Regions from separate parts of the Salvelinus alpinus genome. Here region 2 is linked to region 1. Evidence: chromatin contacts called from public Hi-C data. All regions are on one chromosome and are shown on one strand. Each heading gives the region's core, a stretch centred on a gene start, on an enhancer-like site or on the middle of the called end of the contact. The rest is flanking DNA. Distances are from core to core; before and after follow the strand shown. Region 1 holds the start of LOC139546839 (heterogeneous nuclear ribonucleoprotein A3-like). Region 2 holds the start of LOC139546843 (homeobox protein Hox-D10a-like).

Region 1 (5,319 bases), core at 2,744-5,243:
AATTAAACACCCTGGAATATTGGTGTGGGTGAATAAAACCACAGTTTGTAACAATTCCAGTTAGTTTAATTACGAAATGTTCCTTGAGTCAGGAAAAATAGACTTACCTAAGGAAACATTAAGGACCTATTACTACTGTTTATGACGTCGAAGAAGATTTTGAAAACAAACGATGTATTTTAGGCTATAGCTTCCAACCATGTATACAATAGGTCAACTGGCTCTTTTGGAATGTGATTAGGCTACAGTAGATATTTCATAGAATTGCTATTTGCATATGAAAATCTTATGGGACGCTTTAATCAATTGTTGTATTTCTGTTGGTGGCCCGCTCTTTGATGGTGTGCACAGTACGCATTTAGAGTGTGGCATCAACCCAATGATAATACTCCAGCCACAAATCATTAATTTTCATGGGCAAGAGCGCCATCTAGAGGAGTTTTGACATTTAAGGGAATGTTTTGACATCGCTTGCCCTATATCTATGCAGAACCCTGCTGAAAATGACAGACACTACTACCCGTTATTGTGGACCATCAAAAATGTACACAGTGATTTTGAAGCCAATTTGTTCACCAGTTTTAGTGATGGTTCAATCACGTATTAATGTTGTATTACTGAAAAAGCTGTTGGAATAATCATAGGAATTGCAGATCGGCACATAGTGACATCTACTGGTCCAATAAGCAATCAGGATCATTTACACAGTATCATTTACTGACAAAAATAATAGGTGACAATAATAATAAATGAATTTATTCCCCCACATAGCTCAGATGAACGCTTAACATAACAAAATGTTTTTTTTTCTTTGATTCATACCAGAAGTATGAATAAGGGCCCAAGTCTTCAAGGCCAGTGTCTTTACCTCTTTTGGGTAGAAAAACACCAACATGACGGAATAGATTTGGTGGCCGAAGATTCTGCATCTCAACGGTTTAATTTGAAAGGAATTGACCAGTTGCATGAATGCTCTCCATCACCTCAAGATACAGTCGGCAGCAAGCTCCTCCTCCATGAAGATTTACTGGATAGGAAGCTTTTGGTGACGGGGGCTACTACTACCACAGATATATGGTAAAACATCATTTGAGTTCTAAAATGGTTATAAAACTTGTATTAAATTATTGTCTTAAGTGCTCGCTTTAAAACCAAAGAGGATGTCATTCCCTTATATTCCAGGAGCTGGTTACATCATTAATTTGTCTGCCAAAAAACAATCTAGTGCAGGACTGGACAGATGTAAGGTAGGTAGCCTAGTGGTTAGTGCGTTGGGCCAGTAACAGAAAAGTTGCTGGATCGAATCCCAGAGCTGACAAGGTCAAATCTGTCATTCTGCCCCTGAGCAAGGCAGTTAACCCACTGTTCCCTGGTAGGCTGTCATTGTAAATAAGAATTTGTTCTTAACTGACTTGCCTAGTTAAAAAAAAAAAGGCAACTGTGTAATTTGTTTTTATGACAGACTATTTATCTGCAGGCTTTTATGCATTTGGTTCAAATCCTTTTAAAATTGTATTAATGAAATTCAAATGTGTCCTTTTGAACAGTGATGGGGTCAATTATAATTGAATTCCAGTCAATTCAGGAAGTAAACTGAAATGCCAATTCTCTCCAATGTTTTTCATTGACTAGAATTGACTCCAAACCTGCTTTAAGTATTTTGATGCTCAGGCACTGCATGTCATATGTACGGTGTATTTAACTACCCAACTCTGTGCAAAGAAGAGCATCGTCTTAATGTGGTATTTACTCTGCGAGTTTGGGCTGTGCTAAACTATTAGTAACATACAATGCGGATTACCCTTGATGTCCTGCAACAAGATGAAAGATGACAAAAACACGTCACTCCTAGAATGTTTTATAGAACCCCAGATTGGGAGAGAAAATATTCCCACCTGTAGCTGGTAATAATGTGTGGGTTGGGTCGGTAGTCTGTGATATATCTCAGTGTCAGGGGGCTGTCACCCCATGTTCAGAGAATATGGGGTGTGATCAACAACCAAACAAACATGCTGTCCAGGGGTTGGGGCAAGGAGAAGTACACAGAGCATCAATCAAACTCCATCTGTGAGGAGCTGATACCGCAGCACACATGCCTCTGCGCTCAGCTCTGCTAACCTCCCTTAACACCCAGCCCGCTTCTGTTTTGTGCTATTTCAGTCCAAAATTTGTGATAGAAACATTTTTTAAATGAAAATTAAGAGGTTGCTGGTTCATACATTCCTATGCTTTGTCCAAAGGTTACTGTCGAGCGCAGAGGTGCCAAGAATACACCAACGTCAAATAGACAAAGTTGGAAAATGCATATCTAGCATCAGGAGAAAACAAATTATTCAATTTGTGTTCTGATAATGGGCACGTCACTCTGTGGAAGTAATGTTGAGCCCAGTGTAAAGTCAACTCCTGTTCCAGGCCTCAAAGGCTTGTTGGGAGCATTTCCTCCTTCAATTGCACCAGGGTATGACTGACTGCCTGGTTTTTGACAGCATGAATTCGACAAATCCCCTCACATCTGCTGCTCCCCTCAAAACAGCAGCGGTTGGCATGGGCTTTGACTGGGCAGCAAGACATTGTTTATGGCTGATGGGCTATCCTTGGCTGTTCCCCCTGCACAACATTTTATCAGGCGTGAATGTTTTCCTTCTTAGCTGGTGCTATGGGCAAATGAGAAAGACTGGAGTCTTTGACAATGTTTTGGGCTTTCCTCTGACACCGCCTAGTATATAGTTCCTGGATGGCAGGAAGCTTGGCCCCAGTGATGTACTGGGCTGTACGCACTACCCTCTGTAGCGCCTTACAGTCAGATGCCGAGCAGTTGCCATACCAGGCGGTGATGCAACTGGTCAACTACTACTGTTCCTTAATTAAGGGAAAGCTCTGAAGCAGAAATAATGTTACCAGGCCTCAATCTCATTATCAGTTTAATTAAGAAATAAATGTGCTGGAACAAACACAGGTGATATGTAATCGACAGTGTCAGAGTGAAGGGTGGAACACAGGACTTATTTCATTCATGGTTATTCATGGCTATAGAATCCTTGTTTTCATCCATTGTAACAACTGTCTTAATAAAATGTTACGCTATAACAATATAATTAATCTCTGTAGTTGGAATGATCTTTTACTTAAAAAAGGTACAATACCACCTATAATATAACAGCACTGTAATAACCAAAACAAAGACATACCACACTACAACTCTAAATAGGCAATAAATAGAAATGAAGGTTAATGACAGTGAAATATTGTCATTTTTATTGGGGCTGTATTTTTTCCTGGCACCCTGTAATGGTAATGCCAGACATTATTCCATCCAATAAAACAGTACATGGATACTTGTCCAGATCTGATTTTCAACAAGATTCTATATTTATGGTGTAGCAGCTGATGGCAATAGCATATTCAAGTTGTACTGTCCAATGTCAACACTGACAGTGGTCAAATCCAAAACATTAACTTACGAGTATTCAGATACAATTTGCACTTGCATTAAAATGTGTATGCTAAAATGTGTATGCCAAGTGTTACAAATACTGAAAAACAGTTGCATTTCCCTGCATTTTATTTTAATAAAAAATATCTGTATTCATGAACCAGTAACATACATTTGCAACAAACAAGCTAAATTCACAAAATATTTATTTTGCTTTGTAGTTATGGGAAAATATGGAAAAACCTGGTTAATGTCTATGGGAAAAACAATCAGCCGAGGCTATTCTGGTACATTGCCTTCAGTGTCCACTAGATAGCAGACAACTTCTTTGATTCACTCCTACAGCTACATGGTATGTATGATACATGGTGTATGATTAGCCTACAAAGTCATCACAAATGTTAAAGATTATACATTATAATAAAAATATAATTTCATTTATATCATTAGACATTTAAATAAAGGTATACTATGCAGCTGAATACATTTACTCTGAATGATTGATCTTAAATCAACTTGCCAGGCCTATCCGGTTTATTATGGTAAAACCACAAAACCGATCCTGGATCAGTTAACGACTGCACGACCCGTTCAGACTTCCTATCACGTGGTGCAGTAGCTTCCTTTCTTCTCAGAACCAAGGAAAGAGAATACTTCGCAAAATGGAGGTGATAAATATGTTGATTGTTTATCAGTGTCTGCATATATTTGCGTTGCACGTAACAATGTTAAGTGTATTATGAGCAAACAGGTCTTTGGAAATGATGCAGCGACATAATGTGCACATGATTCTAACAGCATTTTTAGGAAGGCAACATTAACGTTAGCTAGCTAACGTTAGCGCTGCTGCGTTTCTCAACATTTGGCTAGCAAAATTATCATGCCAGTCACAGGGTTCTACGGTTACAATGTTGCAGTTATTTTGGTTTATAGAACGTCTCCACATTAACAAGTACTTGGATGTATCATTCATTGGAATACATAGGCCAAAAATGTAGGTCAGGCCATGTCTTACCTACAGATTGTAACACCAGACAATGATGTAACCCCCCAAAAGTGGTATCCAGTATACTGGGTGTTACAGGTTAACGTTACTGTTTGGTGTAACAGAGAATTTTCGACCAACCTTAGCGATTCGTCGAAACTGGGGTCTCATAAAATGTTATTGTCCAGTTGCAGGAGGTGTTTTGGAATTTAGAAAATGCTCTGTTATAATAAATAAATTAAAATGTTTTGCGCCATAAAGGAATCCAACAATGAGGAGTGTGTACGCCGCCATCTTGTCTTTTTTCTTGTTTTTTCAAGTCTTCACTCATTGATTGAGGCAGGTGGATCCACCCCAAAGTGTCGCATGTCATGACACACCTGTCTCGATCAACAAGAGAATACTTGAAATGGACAAGATGGCGGCATACATGTGGTTTGATTACTTAATGGAGTCATTTTATTTTAATAATGGAGACTTTTCTAAATTCAAATGGACAAGGACATTTTATGAGACTCTGGTTTCCAAGAATCTAAGACCATATTCCTAAGTTTGGTTAAATTATGTGCTACAACAAATGGTACCAAACCTGTAACTCCCAGTATAATGCATACTTAACCATGTTTGTTTAAATCACATTATCTGGTTTTACAGTCTAGCTAGAGAATAGCCTGTCCTACAGTTTAGGTCTATGTATCCCAATGAATGAACATTCAAACACTTGTTGAACTGTGGAGACATACCATCATTCTACAAACCATAATTACTGCAACATTGTAACTGTAGAACTCTGACTAGCATGATGCAATTTTCTAGCCAAATGTTGAGAAACGCAGCTGTGCTAAAGTTAGCTAGCTAGCATTTTGTCACTGCATCATTTTCAAAGACCTGTTAGCTACAT
Region 2 (5,172 bases), core at 1,972-4,471, 170 kb before region 1:
GATCTGAACTACATTGTACTACATATTTGTCGTAAATAAAGTGTTTTGTCTTTGTTTAGGTTCTTCAAAGTCCAGAAAAAAGAGATGCCCCTACTCCAAATACCAGATCCGAGAACTTGAACGAGAATTCTTTTTCAATGTGTACATAAACAAGGAGAAGCGGCTCCAGTTGTCAAGGATGTTAAACCTGACAGATCGACAAGTGAAGATTTGGTTCCAGAACAGAAGAATGAAAGAGAAAAAGCTCAACCGGGACCGGCTTCAGTATTTCACTGGGAATCCCTTATTCTGAACCCTACGCATTTGGAGTCAATAGTTGCTAAATGCTTCACAACAGATTGAATAAAGAGTTGTTTTTTTGGGGGGGACATCTCATAATCTATCAAAACAACAGAAGGTGAAACACCGCACAGCATAATGAACATTGCAAACAGGCTGGATCTATCTATGCAAGGCTCTTGGCATCTGCCACTTACTTACCTCAATGAACACATGAATCCTGTTATTTAAAATAAGATTCAATCCAGTGAAGAAATCATCCAGGAGACCTCGTCATAATGTCCATTTGTATATCATTATACTAATTAATTATAATCTCTAGGCTATGCATATCTTTTTTATTTATTTAAGTTTACATGGTGGCGTTTGGTGGATTCTAAAATATTGCAGTAAGCAACGCGTACTTTGAGTAGATTAATCAATCAAGTAGACTACAATAAGTAATTTATAATAGTAGAATTGTGTATGCATTTAGTAGACGCATGTGATGTATATTGTGGTTATGTGATATCAAAATAAAGTAAACATGGCAAATGTAGTTATGCGTTACCTCATATAATTGCAATCACAACGAACTAATTTCGTATAACTTTGGTCAGGATCCACATTTGGCATCGAAAAAAAGTTATGCATAATTTCATACAATTCAACAAGGTTTTTAATACTCCACTATAGAGATGTTCTTGTCAAAGCAATCTGATATATTTGTAAAGGACCAATTGCACTGGCACTAGTAGTTATATCAGTAGGCCACAGGACTATACAGCGAATTTCCTGTTATTGTAGCCAAGCAGTAGCGTCTCTTACTTGCTTCAACTTCAAAGTTTAGACTAGACCTTTTATTCCCTTTATTTTGTCTTACACTTAGGCGGTTTTCTAAACCTTGAACCGTCTAGACAGTATACTAAAAACTAGCTGTAAATGTCTAAATTGGGGGCTATTGGACCCTCTGGCCACTCCAAATGCGGCCCTACCCCAAAATAGTCGAGAAGAATGCAGTAGGCTACTGTTTACTTGTCAGGCTATTGAGTTTAAAGGAACGCAAAATGTACACGACCAAAATGATCTATTACGTTATATAAGTCTTTATAGTATATATTTTTCATATTTAACTTCAATTGGCAAGACCATGAAAGCGAAGAAAACCCATACCTAACAAGGCCTATGATTTGATTTGGCAGCTTTAAAAAAAAAGTGGTGTATTTATTATAATTGTTTTAATTATTTGTATCAAATAGCCTATTGTTAATTGAATTAATAAATAATAAATTCCTGCCTTTGAATTTCCCGTATAACGTCAATGTCGTCCCCTATCACTTTTTTTTTGAATAACTAGGCTATAGGCGCCTTTGGGCTCATGTCTTGAGAAACGACGCCTTCTGAATGATATCTGCATTGCAGTAGGATTCCAATATGGCTGCGAAGCAGTGAGTTTTCCTTTATGAAAAGTAGGCAGATACAGGGATACAGTTTCTTGTTTGAAGTTGATAACTGTCTTCTACATACTAACCAATTAAGATGTTGCATTACATTTAGCCTTTATGCAATATTCATGAAATCATCCGCAATCTTCTGATGTGGTAGCATTACGCACGACTTCAACAGTCTTACAAGAGTATAATATAGTTTAGCTTAAGTAACAACACTGAAACCAAAAATATGTGTCATAATCAAGGGTTTAATTCGAATCCACGGATAGGTCCCTCGTGTGTTAGAATTTAACAAAGTAAGGCAGTGCACTGCAGTATACTAAAAGTGAACCAGTCGACCAGTGTGTCATCCTAAATAAGCCTAAATATTTCTGTGACCAATGCTTTTTCACTTTTAGCATCGCGCAATGATTTTCTTTTCGATGAAAAATGTAGGCCTATGTGGTCTAATAGGCATGCCATGTTGGACATGTTAGTGTATCTGATCATTCGAATTGTGTTCCTAGCTGTAGGAAATAAGTCACAAACACACACATATCAGTCAGTCTTTTGATTGAACATTTTTATTGGGTTTTTGGTTCAATAAATAGGCCTAGTTGGGAAAAAACATTGTGCAGACATGGTGACTGCTCGTTCCTATTCTAACCACACGAGGGCAGACGTGTAGCAAGTTTCGGTCTGAGTTTGTTCATGAAAACACACATAGGTTGAATTACAGCTGTGGTCTGGAATATTATTGAAAGGCTTGTAAATGTTCTTGTTTGTGGTTTGGTGATAGAACATAGCATACGTTCGGTGATCTGGCTGTCTTTTTTGACTTGGCTTCCTTCTGGTAAACGTAGCTTCATTAAAAAAAATAAAAACACAATAGCCCAAGCAGACTTTGTTTCGTTCATGCATTCCATGCATTGCAATCAAAGGGGCACCATCACTGTTCCTAACGCCACCATTTTAAAGTGGATTAAACAGTAGCCTTAACTATGTGGATTTGTATATCATAGGCCTATAGAAGACACCAAGTCCAACTTAACCCTGGCATATATTGGACATGACTTGAAATGTTGCTGGGTTAAACTTAGTTTCCATTCCAAATAACCCTAAAGTAATTAAATACTTGTTAAATGATGGAATAAGGCACATGACCTATCTGGATTCCTCAATCAACCCTGGTTAGACTGAAATTATCGTGTGCATTATCGATGCATTAAACTAGGTATTTTGATTTGGACGGCCGTTAAGCCTTATCTAGTAAATATGTTGTCTAATCATTTCAACCGATGTTACCTGATAGGGTAAAAGGATGATTTAAAATGGGATGTGTAAACCTAAGATGTTGAATAGACCATGGGTTTTTATATTTTACTGAATTATTTGCTGAATTATTAAAGGCCCTATAATCACGGTCAGAACACCTGGATGGTTTTGATGTTGTATTCCTGGAGGTAAAAACAACACATGGCACACTGGTGAATTCGTAACGTGTCCTAAAACGTGATTTTTTCATTTTCTACGTTTAATAGAAGCATATTGTATGTCTGCATTTTTTGCGTAATTGACCATTTGGCATGTATATCCGTATAGGACATTTATAACTTCAGAAATATTTTGGAGAGCAAATTCTGTTTTTAGGCTATTGTTCATGTAGACATATATTGAAGCAGCCTATATATCGCACTTCTAATTAATTCCTTATATTGTCATCTTTCTCACTCTTCTTTCGATCGAGCTTATATGTTAGATTTCTCAAACGTGTTTCTGAAGCATCTTCATATTAGGGTTGACCTGAAGCATTGTTTTGGCCTACAACCTTGAAGGTTAAGCTTCAGACGTAGGGCTATGCTGTTGTTGGACGTCCTTGGATGTGCACTCGCGCTCTCATTGTTGAAATCATGTTTAAAAAACAATGCTCCCCTTACGCGTGCATGTATTTGGGTTCTTTTACAGGTATGTAAGGGTATCATAGGTTCATTTACAAAAATCGATGCTTAAATTTAAAGAAACATCATGAAACAAATGTACATAGGCCACATATAAATATATAGCCTATTAGATATAATCTATAGGCTGATATTTTCATTTACATTACATTTTACATTTTCCTCCCATATTTATTTTCTTTAGTAAATCTACGTGCACAAACTTGGCTCATTGAGGTAGGCCTATTCAGCGTGTCATTAATGGCATCCTCTAAATACAATTAGTAGTATTATTCAGCAAATAATCGGTTTATGTATACTTGTTGATTTGTTCATTCATTGCTATTTCTCTGGGTAAAAAATCCACATCATCTACCTATTTGAAAACGTGGACCTGCTAAACCGATGTGAGATGATGAATTGAGAATAGGTGTATGTTTAGCGCTGTAGTGGATTGTTATTAAAACGCATTAGTTTCCTATTCCGTCATATAGGTCACAAAGAAACTAAGTGCGCCATACCCAGAGCAGGCATTCAAAGGCTATTACAATTGTTCTGAAAAAATTAGAACCGGGTAATCGATATCACCTCTGTGTAGGCTTTCCTTGTATTTTCATTTTTAAAGAATAACATCCTACTTAAACCAGACGCTGTTTAATTAAGAATCCAATGACAACAAAAAAAATATAGGCCTATAATAGCCATATTTGCTTTTAATTTTGGTTGTAATTGTTTAATTACCTCCTGTAAATTGATTTTTCTTTTCAGTTAGGATTAGATTACGATCACTACACCGTCATTATTTTAGTTAATGTCAAAGCATTGGCTTTAGTAGTTATATAGCCTATAAAAGTGAGTAGATTACCTATTGGTCGTGAACTTAAATTGTGTTAAAGGTGTTCAAAGTGGTCAAGGTATGGGCATTGGAGCTTGATGCAACTGTACATTATTTTCAGGTTAAGACCATGCACATCAGCTTTGATTTTGTTTCATGCCAAGCAAAGAGAACAGGCTAAATATTCAAGATGTCCTTTGTCAGTCTTGGAATCAATTTCAAGTCCGTGTTCTAGGTGTCGCTGTTGACCACGTCTGCCTCCCAGTCATGAGTCAATTCGTCCATGTGATGGGAAAAGAGGCTGCGTCTCAAGGCCATTTTCAAATTTCATTGGTGAGCTTGTCATGTGGTAGAGAGGCATCCTGAGCAACACGGAGATTGTTGTGCTAGATATGTCAGCCTACAAAGAACATCTCTCTCCTTTTTAAAACTTCTCCAAAAATGTCCTTTCCCAACAGCTCTCCTGCTGCAAATACGTTTTTAGTTGATTCGTTGATTGGCGCTTGCAGAACAGACAGCTTTTACTCCAGCAGCAACATGTACATGCCGTCCGGTGCAGAAATGGGAACTTATGGAATGCAAACCTGTGGACTCCTGCCGTCTCTCGGTAAACGAGGGGACGTCAACCACCAAAATATGGGCATGAATGTCCACTCTTACATACCTCAAATTGATAACTGGACAGATCCGAATAGATCTTGCAGAATAGAGC

What was found. Hi-C and Micro-C count contacts between places; a contact is called where the count stands out from the background.
Region 2: a contact with region 1 is called in a Hi-C map of red muscle, with 8 times the contacts expected there. The contact joins the promoter of LOC139546843 here to the promoter of LOC139546839 in region 1. A contact is called at or near these places in 2 of 3 Hi-C or Micro-C datasets (muscle and red muscle).

The regions. Positions count from the first base shown.
Region 1 is chr20:39,348,580-39,353,898 of SLU_Salpinus.1, reverse strand. It overlaps LOC139546839 (heterogeneous nuclear ribonucleoprotein A3-like), which reads left to right and starts at 3,993. Exons shown (of 11, transcript XM_071355692.1): 1 at 3,993-4,101. The coding sequence starts at 4,096.
Region 2 is chr20:39,521,168-39,526,339 of SLU_Salpinus.1, reverse strand. LOC139546843 (homeobox protein Hox-D10a-like) reads left to right here and starts at 3,221. Exons shown (of 2, transcript XM_071355702.1): 1 at 3,221-5,172. The coding sequence starts at 4,902. All of the region lies in intron 1 of LOC139546842 (homeobox protein Hox-D3a), which reads left to right. It overlaps hoxd11a (homeobox D11a), which reads left to right. Exons shown (of 2, transcript XM_071355703.1): 2 at 60-817. The coding sequence ends at 292.